2 separate regions of the Mus musculus genome follow, and region 1 is linked to region 2. The links are chromatin contacts, called in public HiChIP or PLAC-seq maps. All regions are on one chromosome and are shown on one strand. The core of a region is the stretch at or near the end of the contact, and the rest is flanking DNA. Distances in the headings are between cores, read along the strand shown.

What was found. HiChIP or PLAC-seq counts read pairs in DNA pulled down with a chosen protein or histone mark.
Region 1: a contact with region 2 is called in an H3K4me3 HiChIP or PLAC-seq map of embryonic stem cells, with 10 read pairs. The contact joins the promoter of Sox10 here to the promoter of Card10 in region 2. A contact is called at or near these places in 2 of 115 datasets of contacts at active chromatin or transcription factors (embryonic stem cells and pancreatic cancer cells).

Annotation. Positions count from the first base shown.
Region 1 is chr15:79,161,836-79,168,552 of GRCm38.p6, forward strand. Sox10 (SRY (sex determining region Y)-box 10) reads right to left here and starts at 2,655. Exons shown (of 4, transcript NM_011437.1): 1 at 2,447-2,655; 2 at 1,454-1,959. The coding sequence starts at 1,881. Gm10863 (predicted gene 10863) reads left to right here and starts at 4,231. Exons shown (of 5, transcript NR_029470.1): 1 at 4,231-4,344. RefSeq lists enhancers at 2,512-3,170, 3,696-4,386, 3,860-4,706.
Region 2 is chr15:78,800,364-78,807,082 of GRCm38.p6, forward strand. It overlaps Card10 (caspase recruitment domain family, member 10), which reads right to left and starts at 2,679. Exons shown (of 21, transcript NM_130859.2): 1 at 2,492-2,679; 2 at 2,018-2,269; 3 at 1,270-1,407. The coding sequence starts at 2,621.

The sequences.
Region 1 (6,717 bases), core at 1,405-3,904, 360 kb after region 2:
AGCAGAGCCGGACTCTGGCTGTCCAGCTACTGCCTGTCAGAGTTGCGGGGTAAGGGCTGGGGGAGGGGTGCCGGACCTTCAACAAGTACATGGCCAGTGCAGACCAGGAGGCTGCTTACCGACCCCTCTGTTCTCAGGGAGCCAATTGCTCCTACCGCTTCAAGTCTGATATGGCCTTCATACAGAGCCTGCAAAGTGGAAGGAGCCAGCCCTTTTCACAGACCCCCCAAGTCTCCTCAAGTATAGAGGCCTCCACTCTCCTGTCCTCTGCTCAGCCCCACCACTCCAGAGAGTAAAGTGGGACCCAATGCAGCCACTAGGGATAATGCGGGGATAACCTGAGAAGGTTGGTGACTGGTCTCTGGCCCTGGTTCTGTCGCTGACTGACCCAAGCCATGTCTCTCTCTTGGGCCTTTCTCCTGTACAGTCCAGTGGGGAATCAGGTGACCTCAGCAAGCCTAGCATCTGCTGGAGCCCTTGTTCCTTTTGGGCTTGGCCCAGGGTGCCTGCGGTGAGTCAGGGAGCCCCACGTATCTGCAACTGGGCCAGGAGAGCACGAGGGTCAAAATTAGTCCCTGGGAAAATGTTGCCATAGAGCCCCGAGGTCAGCCTAGGCAGCCTGGGGCTCCTTGGGACCATGGCAGGAAGCAGGCTTCCTCCTGGCGAGGGTGCTCAGCCCCAGTTCTTGAGCGTGGGGAAGAGGTTGCTCAACCATTGGGTGGAGCCCAGGGAGGGAAGATGGCGCTGGAGAAAGGAGTGAAGAGCTTGGTAGCTCAGGGCCACAGCTGGAGGGGAAGGCCTCTTTTTGTGTGCCCTCTCCTGGGGATAAAGAAGCTCTCAGTCTAGACACTGGAGTCAGGAAGGTTCCCCAGGGCAGCTGGAACAGGAGAGACACTGTGGGAGCGGAGATGGAAGTTCTTCACTCTGCTTTCTCTGGGTTCCTTGTTTTCCTTGCAGAGCCCTCCTCACCCTGACCCAGGCTCTCCATCTGGTTGCTTCCGTACCCCCGGCATCTACAGCTAGACCAGCTCTCTCCCAAAGTTTCCCCCACACTCCCGACCCCACAAACGGGTGGCAGCGGCACACTGTGAATGTGCGATCTAGTGGAGGTCTGGTGTGAAGCTTTCCCCCACACCCCCATGTTGCCTTCCCTGCCCACCACCCACAGAATTCCAACCACGAGGGGGCGCCTTCCCGCCCGCCGTCCCAGGGTGGGGAGGCCCAGCCTAGGCCGCTGGGGTTCTGAGTTCCAGAGTGGGCAGCCAGAGGAGCCCCCCACAGAGGCACTTTGGGTAGATGGGTGGGCGAGATCTCCAAATCTGGTCTTCCAAGAGACCAAACTTCCATAGGTTGGTCTCCCCTGAGAGAGAGGCCTGGGCGATCCTGTTCTGGGGTCCCAGGCTAGCCCTAGTGCGCGCGCACGAGGGGGGTGTTGGGCCGGGGCAGCGCTCACCTCCAGAGCTTGCCTAGTGTCTTGCTGAGCTCAGCATTGTGGAGGTGAGGGTACTGGTCGGCTAGCTTTCTGCGTGCCGCCTGTGCCCACACCATGAAGGCGTTCATGGGCCTCTTGACGTGCGGCTTGCTCTTGCTGGCACCGTTGACGCGCACGGGCATGGGCACCAGCGTCCAGTCGTAGCCGCTGAGCACCTGGCTGACCGCCTCGCGGATGCACACGGGGAACTTGTCATCGTCCGCCTCGCCGTCCTGCTGTTCCTTCTTGACCTTGCCCAGTTCACCGGGCCCCGGGCTGGCTCGCAAGCCCGAGCCACCGCCGCCGCCGTCGGGTCCCAGCGACGGCGCGCTGCCTGGGGACAGGCAGCGGGGTTCCTCCGAGCCCACAGGGCTCAGCTCCACCTCTGATAGGTCTTGTTCCTCGGCCATGTCGCTCCCGGCCGCCGCCGCTTCGGCCGCCTCCCCCGGGCCCGCCGCCGGGGTCCTCGTGAAGAGCCCAACGCCCACCTGGACGGGAAGGAGGGCGCGATGGAGAGGCGCTGGGCGCCACTCCCGGCACGCGGGTGCAGCCCCGAAGTGGCGACTCTCCCTGCCTGCGCTAAACCCACTCGGGCCTGGGCGCGTGCACATGCCAGACCCTAGGTGGGTGCGTCCCGCCTCCACGTCTTCCCACCCCCTGATCCCAACCGTCTCTAGGTGTGGGTGTTTTTTTTTTTTTTTTTTTTTCGTTTTTTTCCCCTAAACCTCCTTTTGGGTGGAGGTTTGTTGATGGAAAGGAAGAAAAACGGACCCTTTATTCGGCTCTAATCCGGGCCCCTGGAATTTCCCACCTTTTCGCTCACCTCTCTTTCCCCTCGTCTGCTCTGACAGCCTAGGGGAGCAGAATGGGGGGACGCAGGCCTGCCTGCAGGGTGTCAGACTCTCCCATCGCAAAGCAGGGGTGACCCAGACCCCCGGTTGGCACTCCGGGCCCAGGGGCGCAGTGCGCACTCACCTCCTCCGACCTCTCCTCCAGTCTGGGGCTCGTCCTGAGGAAGTGGAAAACCGTGTCCCAAGGTGTGCGGTCCAGCTCGGGGCTGGGGAGTGACGCTGATGGACTGGGAGGGAGGGGCTGGGGGGCCCTGAGCCTCAGGCCACTGCCTTGTCTGGACGGAGCCTGAATCCTCACCACCAAACACCCTGGCTGGACAGCCGAGACTGACTGAGCCGCTGCAGACGGCTGGGGAAGGAAGGAGGGGGAGGGGAGGGGGAAAGGAGGGAGGGAAGGGCAGAAGGTGGAGCCTCCAGCGCTGCCTTCATCCCCAACACCCAGGACGCCTCCACTCTGCCCAGCCCCCCCCCCCCCAACCCCAGCCCTGTGACCCGCACTGCTGCCTAGGCCCGTCTCCCTGGACTCAGCTTGGGTTTGGCATCTGGTGTGAGCATGGGGATATTTTAGGTCTGGGAAGGGAGAGATACAGGTGGCACAGTCAGAACCTGTTGCCTGGGACCCTAAACCATTGCCACAGGTGGTGGCATGGACAGTTGACAAAGGACTGGAGAGAGGTGTGAGGAGAGTGGATAACTTGAAAGGGTCGTGGCCTGTGTTGCTTCATTTGAGAAATCCCACTGAGTCCCACTGTGTGCTAGGCACCGCAGCCTGCAGTAGGTATCAGACCCTCGCCTTCTCCTGTCCTCTCCAACACAGCTGACCCAAGCCAAGCCCCCCAGGACCGCAGCTGGATAACCTTTGCCCTGTACACATACAACCCCCAGATTCAATCCGTGATCCCTTCTCTCTAAGATCCTAGCATCCAGAAGGCTGGACTGGCCCAGGATAGAGAGAGACACAGGAGGCTGAGGCAGGGTGAGAGTGCCCTACTCTTCAAGAAGGGTGAGGGGGACTTTGGGGAGGGGGTGTCTCTCACTTCCATGAAGGGCTCTTCCTCTCCCTGGAAAGGAGACCCAGTCCTGGATGTCTGGATGTGAAGTCCCTTACTCTCCCACACTGAGAAAAGACAGGAACTGCCCTGGCTCTCACAGCCCCCGCCCCCTTTCTGCCCCTCAAGCCGATTCTTTGTTCTTCCTCCCGTTGCCCCAGGGCTCCTATCCTTGGTCTCACCTCTACAGCCTAGTTAGTGTCCTTTTCTCTTCTCAGTGAAGGCACCCTTTCCTGGTTGAGTGGCTAGGCGGAACTGGGGTGCCCACGGAGGGACAAACAGAGGAGCATGGGCCACCCCACTGACAGTGTGTGGCTTCTCTGTCCCACTTAGCTAGGTAAGGCCCTAGGCCCACACCAAACAGGTACCTTCTGGAGTCGAGCTGGAACTGGGGTCTGGAGAATCAAGGCCTCAATGATTGGGAGGGCCCCAGGGTGGATAGTGGGGACACAAAGAGATAGTCACATAGGGCAAAGGCATGTCGAGGGGGTGGCAGACATTGGTAACACACACTCACACATGCTTGCGCACACACAACCAGCCAGACAATTGGGCCAGTGTGTCTGGGGCTGCAGAGCCCAGTGAATTAGGAGTTTGATAAGGGTTTTCTCTTTCTCTCGCTCGCTGGCCTTGGACAATCTCCCCCCAGTTTTCCTCGACGCCACCCCCGGCGCTGCCAACCCTCCTCCCCCCCGCCTCCCTTCTCTTCCCTGTGCCCAGACTCTTGTTCGGGGCCTTGAAACAGTGAGCTGTCTTTGTTCGAAATACAGGTGAACGGCAATCATGTGATTAACACACACACACACATAAAAAGCTTTTTAACAGCGCCCGCCCGGCCTCAGAACCGCCCGGAGAGAAGCCGCCTTGGATGGACAGAGGGACGGAGCAGCAAGCATCCGGCCTCCCCGGCTTCCCTGCAGCGGTCTCCAACTGCTGTCTGCCCGCTGCCCGCCTGCCTGGCATCTCTCTCCCGGTGGGTCCCTGTTCATCCCTCCACTCTTTGGTCCCTCCTCTTGGAGGGAAGGTCCTCCCTGCTCTCTGTGTGTCTGTGGCTGAGCCTGAGACCCCTTGAGGCATAGAGGAGTGCTGTGGGGGAGGGGGAGAGTGGGCTCAGGCTTAGAAAGCTGGCCACGAGTGGTGGTCTCACAGCCGGTCCCCTCTCTAGTCCCCTGCCACTACCCTCTTGGGCCCAGCTGCCAGAAGGGGTGTGAGTGTGTGTGTGGGGGGTCTATAAAGGACCACACCTGGTTTGCACTCTCTCCTTGTCTCTCCTCCACTCTGTACAGGTTCTCCTGAATGCTTGGTTGGACCCTGCCTACCTACCTGCTGAGAGGTGGTGCTGAGGCGGGCAGGGGAAAGATTGTGTGTTGGCTGAGGGATTCCCCCTGTGAACAAGACATCAATGAGCAGCAGGCTGGCAATCGGGATACCTTCTGCCTTGTTTTAGGCCATAGGGACCAGTTTTTTGTTTTTGTTTTTGTTTTTTCCCAGAAAGGGACAGTAAACCCTCCCCGCCCCCATTTTCTCTACAGAGTAGAGATAGGAAAGTGTGTGTGTGCGCGTGCGTGTGAGAAGACATCAGGCCTTGGAGACGTCAGGGTGACCAGGAGGGCCAGAACTACCATCTGTTTCTCTCCCAGCTGGCAGCTAGAGGGGAGGGGCTAACCCTCCATTCCTGACTCTATCCCAGGGATGCTTGTGACCCCATGCCCCACACCCTATCAAAGCTGCCCGGGAGAGGAGGGCTCCTCCCCACCATGTGTGAGGGGTGGTACTGGTGTTCCGCTCCCCAGCAGAGGGCCAAGAGTGTGGTGGAATCCAGGCTTCCTGCCACAGGCAGAGGCCTATCAGGAGCTTCCAGGGTCCAGCTCAGGGTCTTTCGAGATAGTCTCAAGTGCCCTCAGAAGATGGCCCCTGGGAGGAAGAGGGGACCTGAAATCTTCCAGTCAGATTCGAAGCTCACTGGTGATAGGCAGAGTCACCTCAGGTCAATAATACCCTGGGGTGCTGTCCTGACTGGGAGCAGGTTCCACCTATGGTCCTCAGCCCTGAGCCCAGGCTCTTCATCTGTCACATGGCAGAGGAATGTCATCCCTCCTAGCCTTGGAGGAGAGTGGGAAACCCGCTGTTTGGCAGAGCTTGAGAGAGGATGGTTCCAGGAAAATTTGAGCCTTTGCCTGAGCCTCAGTTTTCTTATGTCTTCCGGATCCCCTCATTAGGACCGGGTAAGGACAAGATGAGGGGGCACAAGGAGGGCATTTACCACCTCTGATCACAGAGGTGTAGACCACATCTGGAATCCCTGTTCCCTCTCATTTATTGTCCCCCAGGTCTGTACCCTCGCTGGGCTGGGTCCTGGGACATGGGGGGCAAGCTTGATGATTCTCAGTCGTGAGGGGCCTGAGGGTCTCTGCATTCCTGCCAGCTTTGTTTCCTGGCACCTGCTCGGGGCTGGTCTCAGGCTTGGAATCACTTACAGAGGACTCACTATGCAGCCTCAGCTGGCCTTGAACTCTCCACCTCCCACCCTCCACCCCCCACCCCCACCCCGGTCCCTGCCTTAGCCTCCCAAGTAGCTAGGATTGCAGACAGGTGTGCACCGCCTCACCAGCAGTCTGGAGTTAAAACAAATGCTGGAAAGTCGGTTTCTGCACCAGACGGGTCCACTTAGAGTGAACTTCTGGAAGGGAGAGGCAGGCACTTTGTTTTTAGCCTTCCAGTTCAGTTGGAAGGCTTTGGTTTCCTTCGGGGGTCCCTGGAGCTGCAAGGTCAGGAGGGTCCCCTGCCAGATCCAGAATCTGTAAGAAGAGTAGACAGGTCTTGAACACTGGGCCAGAGAGTCAGTAACCAAACTTGTAGGTCACACTGAGATGTCCAGGGAGTTTGAGGGCATAGTGAGGGAAAGCAGAGGCAAGCTTGATGACATCCAAGCATCCCTTGGAGACTTGGCTGGCTCTTGAGAATGCCTGGGGTGAGTGTGTGTGTACCCTTGAATAGTTTCTAGACCACCCCATCTTGGCAAGGCTGTGTCTTCCTCCATTTGGGAATAGTGGTCAAAGATGTGGTATCAGGGAGATTCTGCCATTCACAATATGTGGCCCTGGGCAGATTACTCTAGGAATTCTGGGACTTGATTTTGTCTGTACAGTGTTGGCAATTTCATACATTTACCATCTATAGCTGTAAACTATGTGTGTATAAGAGAGGGAGCAGATAACGCGCACTCACACCTACTTGGTAATGGCAGTAAGTGTTCACTAGAGAAAATAATGCAGGCGCTGGGCTGATGCTGAGAGACATGGCAGCACCTCTCTCTTCGTTCCCACGGCACAGGCACCGATCAGGC
Region 2 (6,719 bases), core at 1,429-3,928:
TTCCTTAGCTTCCTTCTTTATACTAGACACTGTATCAACTTATTTAAACTTCGTGACACTGGATAGTAAACACACTCTACCCATCTGTTTACCTACTGTTCACTAAGTAGTAAGCTATGAACTACATCACTTAGGAAGATACAGAGCTGGCTGGGCTGTGGTGACAAACACCTTTCACCCCATCACTTGGGAGGCAGATCTCTGAGTTTGAGGCCAGCCTGGTCTATGGAGGGGGTTCTAGGACAGCCAGGGCTACACAGAGAAACCTTGTTTCTAAAATAACAAAACAAAACAAAAAACAGACAAAAAAAAAAAAACCCAGAAGATGCAAACTTGAAACCTGATTTTTACAGAACTACCTGGCAAAAATGTTTCAAGATCAGGCTAGGGATTCATAAAGCAAAGCAGACCCACAGGCTCTGCTGGGGGGAGCTGTGGTCATAAGACACTTACAGTGTATACATTCCTTGAGAGTCTCCACTTCAGAAACTCCCAGCTCAGAGGAGAACAGAGCAGAGCTGCCCCCGGGGAGGAGAGAATGTCACAAAACCTGAAAGGATCTGCTTGTCCACCCTCAAGGGACTCCACCAATGAGTTATGAGACAGGTTCGCGACACATTACCTATGCTGTCTCTTCAAACAAGTGGAATCAGATCCCGAGTAACTGCTAGGGACAAGCAGCCTTGTCCACTGACCGCAAAAAACAAAACTCACAAGGTCTAGATATGTATCAAAACTGGCTTGCTTATCACTCTCTATGTAGCCTGGGCTGGCCTTAAACCTGGTCCTGCCTCTGCCTCCTGAGTGGTATTACAGGCGAGTACCACCACCCTGAACTTACATTTCTATTTATTTATTCATTTACTTATCTATCTATCTATCTATCTATCTATCTATCTATTTACTCGGGGGAAGGAAAGCATCTATGCACAACTTTCAGGAGTTGGTTCTCTCCTACTGTGTGGGTCCCGGGGAGTGAACTCAGGTGGCCAGGCTTGCTTCTTTATCCACTAAGCCATCTCATTTATTCTTGAACGTTTACATGAGAAACTAGCCATACCATTCATAAAGATGATTAGAGAGAGAGAGTCATGTTAAGCACATGGACTCTGAACTCTGGGGCCCTGGGTAAACTTCTGCAGTTGGTGCCTCAGTTTCTTCATCTGTCCAATGGGTATAGTGAAAACAGACACCACCACCCCCAGTGCAGTTGGGGTAAGAAAATTCTGCTCTGGTGGCAAGGATGGGGCACCCACTGAGATTGCTCACCAAGGATCATGGAGCAGCGTTGGGCAGGTTCCTGGCCAGTGAGCAGCGTGAAGTGTTCTGGGTAGTAGAATTCCAGGGCTTCCAGGAAGGCCTCGAAGCCCCTCTTGCCCCGGCAGCGTAAAATGTCTATGAGGCGCCCTGAGGGTAAAGGTTGTGACAGGGGTCAGGATGAGGTCTTCCCCCAGTGCCCCTGCTCTCCACCCCGACAATGCTCCAGGGCCTACGTTCCCCAGATTTTTGGGCTGTGACACACACCGGGGCCTGTCCCAACACATCAGGGAGCAAAGCTCAGTCTGCCCTGGCTAGGAACACCAGACCCTCCCCAGAGCACCTGCACTGGAGCAGGTCCCCAGCAACCCCTACACACACACACACACACACACACACACACACACACACACACACACACACACACACACGTTACGCATGCCCGGGGGCATCGGATGCCTGCGTTTCCCAGGCAAAATGCTCTCATTGACTTAAGTTCCCTGATACTTTTAGTCCCTCTGACAGTCCTGGTACAAAGACGCCCAGTGGGAGAGGAGCCTCGGAGAACTGAGCCCGGATTTGAGCTCTTGAGAAAAACTGATTCTTTAAGGGATACACAAATGGGACAGAGAGAACCAGAGAGGTCAAAGAGCACAGTAAAGATCCCACAGGGGTCGCCATCGGCACCGGCAACCACATCCAGCTGTCTGCTCTGGAGCGGGCCTAGGAAGGGAGAGGAAACCCCTGGCGGCGGGCTCACCGGTACGGTTAGCGCGGCACGGGAAACGGTAGGTGCTGAGCACCTCCTCCTCGTCCTGTTCGTCCAGGACGCGGCACTGGCGCAGATACGGCGTGAGCTTGGCCGGATTCAGGGCGCGCGTCAGTCGGTGCCGGACGCCCTCGATCCGCTCCCACAGCGCGTCCTCTTCGGCCTCCGACCCCGAACCCGCCCCAGCCTCCTCGTCAGCCTCGCCCGCGTCCGCCCGGCCCTGCATGGCCGCGTCCTCCGAGCCTGCGGGCGACAAGCACGGTGGGCACGGAGCCGCGGTCACCGCACCTGGGCGTCGCCCGCGGGTCCCGGCGCTGTCGGGCTCCGTCTTCCCGGGATCCCAAGCTGCTCTGCCTGCACCCTCCCGGGTCCCCGAGAGGTCACGCCCGCGTCCTCCCGGGCGTCCCGTCGGCGTCCTTTCACGTCCCCACGCTGCTGTCCCGCCCGTGTCCTCCCCGCACTCACCACGGGCGCTGCAGCTGCCCTGAGCTCCCGGCTCTGTGCTCGGCCGACGGCTCCGGAGGCGCGACGGGGCGGTGCCTTCGGGGTCATTGGCTCCGCCCCCAGCCCGGCGGCCTCCCGGGCCACCCAACATTGCCCGCGACCCGCTGCGCTCCGGTCGTCCTCCCGGCCGCTCTGCGGGCCAGCCGCGCCTCCCCACCCCCCACCCCCGCTTCCTGTTTCCCGCCGGCTCTCCGGGCCAGTCCTGGCGGGGTCCGCACGGCCCTCCCACACCTGCCCGGCCCCCGACGGGGCGGAGCCGCCACGCGCGCGCCCACACCCCGCGCGCCACCGCCAGGGCCACTGCCGCCGCTGCTGCTCACCTTGTCCCCCACCATGAGCACAACACCAGCCTGCACCCTCTACAAGCCCGACTCCCGGTGCAGCTGGCCACCCGGAACCCTGAACGCGACAAGTGTCCGCTCCACTAGCCACACACGCCCTGAAGTCAACAGGTCACACCAACTTAGCGAGCTCTGGGCTCGGACCTCATATACAGAGCCCCATCATTCCCACTTAAACTCGCATGGTAGGTATATTCACTCTGCTGAAAGTCACATAATACATATCTGTCTTTCAGGAAATATCTGCAAAGTGTGGGACAGGGCCTCAGAAGCTAGCAGAACTTTCACACGTGTCCATGTTCTGGGATAATGGCCTTACAAGTGTTGAGCAGGACTTCGACCGGAGACAGACTACTCACGTGCCTCTCCCTCCCACAAACACCCTGTGCCTAGGCACTTGAAAGCCCCGGTCAGCTGTGAGTCTCTCTCTGTGTGTGTCTCAGCTTTGCATTCATTTGCATCCTGTTCCCAGCTAGGCCTCTTATCTGCCGGTGACCTGGACAATTGCCCCTCCACAGTCTCAGTGTTCCCGAACACGCTGCCAAGAGCTCACATCTTTCACCAAGCCCAGGACAGCCTGTGTGGGCAGCAGAGGGGAGGGGTCATGGGCACCTTTCCAAAGAAGGGAGTCAGTCCCTGCAAGTGTCCAGACTGACTGCACTTTCATTCCTGAGTCAAGTTGATGGCACACGGGGACCAGGATGCTTGCATTTCTAAATGGCCGTTCCTGCGGGGTGGGAGGGAGTGTGGTTAAAATCAATTACATTTGAAAAGGCAGCGTCAAAACTCCCTTCTGCCTTGGAGACTAATACTCCCACAATAAGGTCCTGTAGTCACATGCTAGAAGCTCTCTGGGCACTGGAAAGTGCCCTCGGGGTGGCGAGAACAGGGTTAAGAGGACACAGAGGATCTGGAAAGATGTGTAGGTCCCCAAAGCCACCCATACTTTCCGAATTAGATGCATCACTCACCCAAGGAAACAAGGTTGACCACAACCCCTGAACAGCCCCTGCAGTAAAGAAACTAGTTTACCTACATAACCTAGTTCCTTTCCCAGCCTTGAAGAACCACAGACTTTTGCTGACTTGGTTTTGTTTGGAGTATCACCAGTTCACCTGCAGAAGCAGCTCTGTAGAAAGGACTGAATTCTAATGCAAACCTATCCCTTTACAAAGGAGGAAGCAGGGGCCCAGAGAGAGCAAGAACTTGCCACACACTGGATCCGCCCTGGCCTCTCTCCCCTCCCCAGGCTCGGTTCACACTAGGCTCCCTCCCAAGGATCGCCTCTCCTCTGCTGACCCTGATACCCTGACTCTGGCTCTCACAGGGAGCAGCTCCTCCCTCAAAGAGCCGCTCCACCCTACCGCAGCCCTGTGAATATTTTTTCTTGGCCGGGATAATGGGAAGGAAACCCTGGAAAATGAGTCTTTAGTTAATTATTCTCTCATCAGAGGCAAAACCAGGGCCAGGAATCTGGCACTGAAACTAGGAATTAGCTTGTAAGCTAACAGACTTTGGGGGGGGGGGGGGGGGGCGTGGTGTCACAGAGTCACAGCAGGTCCCAGAGCCTGCTCTTAAAGAAGCTATAGAGATCCTGAAACACCTCACATGTGCACACGTGGTCATACACTTACTCCCAGGCACACACTTGGTTTCACAGACACACTCACGTGGACACAGATGCATTACTAGTCACAGACACACCAAGATGCACACATATACAGGGCTACAAACACATCATACATGCTTACACACATGCCGTGTTTACTCACTCACAGGCGCACACACACAGGCACACACATTTATATGGACACACGTGGTTACACAGACACACTCAAAGGCACAAGCACAGTTTTACACACATACACAGACAACCTAACAGATACACTCATAGACACACACAGTTATACAGGTACACACCAACACATAGACATAATCATACATACACAATTACATAGCACTCTTACATGCACATACATGGTCCAAACACAGTTGCATTTATAAACACACTTACATGCACACACACACACACTTGCCTATGTGGCTATGGAGCCTGGCAGCAGGCAGTAATCAGCAGGACACCCACATCTCCATTGTCAACAAATGCCCCTGCCCGGTCTGCTGTCCCTAGGTGCTCCCAGCATGGAGGGCAGATGGTTATCATTGAGCATCCCTTCCAATACTGTCTTCTTGTGGCTTCTGCTCCATTATTCTTCTCCCTGTCACTGTGCCAAGAAAGCAAGGCAGAGAGAGACAGAGATCTGAGTCCCCAGGTACCTGGCCAGGAGTCCTAGACCTCCCAGGGGCTCCATTTCCCTGTCTGCAGGTGACAAGAGGTGAGCAGTGTCAGACACAACTGGGGAGGACAGTGGGAGAGTAGACCCGGGACCCTGGGGACTGATATTGGGCCTTAGCCATGTATGTCTTCTTGGACAAAGGTCTTCCCCTTGGAGAAATGGCCTGAGTGCTCCCTGTGCAGGAATGTACGGCCCATGTGAGCTGAGGAACCTCCATCTTCAAGGTCATTTCTCTTCCCAACTCATCAAGGAGCCCATCCCTAGGTCCAAACCCTTCTGTGCCCCATCACCTCAGGCTCCTCCACACCCCCAACTCTGAGGTACAGTGTCTTTACAACTGAGCAGACAGAGGGCTGTTTTGTTGTTGTTTTATTGTTGTTGTTGTTGCTGCTGCTGCTGCTGCCACCATAAGATCTCTCTAGATTGCACACATTAGCCTCAAATTCCCTGGCTCAAGTAATTCTCCTGTCTCAGCATCCCAAGTAGCTGGGATCACAAACTGATAGCAACATTGAGAGTCATTGCAAACCAGACTTCACTCAGGTTTAAACTTTAAACCTTCCCAGTTTTTCCACTAAAAATGGAAAATACAAAGATTAGAAACCGGCCAGCTGTGCGTGCTGCCCCCCCCTCCCCCGCATGCGCCCGCCCCTCCCACACACACACACAGAGCCTCTGCTCACCCACTGGCCCTCATCTGCCTCTTTCAGCCTCTTCCACCTCAAGGCCACTTCTAGGCTTTTCCCTCACCTAGAATGTGTGTCCCTCTGCTCTTAGCCTTTGCCTTCCTTCTGGCTCCACAGAGCGGAGATCAAAATCACCCTCTCTAAGGCAAAGACTTTGATCTACCTCTCTACAGCCACTGTTGCTTCCTCTGCTTCCCATCTCCCGGAACAACCCGGCTCACCTGCTAGTAGGAGTGGGCTAGAATGTTCAAATTCAAGGATGAGGAATGGGACAGAAGGGAAAGGAATTTAGACAGGAAAAGAGTTGGGGTCAGAGCAAGATATCAGCCTTCACTTTTGTCAGGCGTGAAGCTGTGATCAGGGTCTTCCCAGGCCAGCCACAGAGTGTGCAGAGCCTGGGACCTCTTTTTTTTTTTTTTTTTTTCCTTCCCATCTCTCAGGACTGCCTGGGCCCCAGCACCTTCTCCTTTCTTTAGGAAGACCTCTGATGGCATCCCAGGAATTTGAGTCTCCTGGAGAGCTGAGAAAGAGACAGACAGACAGATGGGAGGAGGAGTGTGGGTGTGTGTGAGGTGGCCTGGGTCCAACCACCACCACCACCACCACTCCCCCTCCCCCAACCCCGTTGGCCATCCCCAGAAGCTTGGCAGCAGGGAACAGAAATAGTGACTCATTCTAGTTTCAGCCAATGAGAGAGATCTGTGCCCACCTGGCCTTGGGTGGGGCATGAGACCAGAAGTAAGGCTGAACTGGGAGGGACAAATAAGGAAATGGATTGAGACTAGACAGTTGCCGGGAGACAACATACTGAGGCTGGGCTGGACATCCTTTCCCTAGGCTGTACCACCCAGCATCCTCGAGGGTC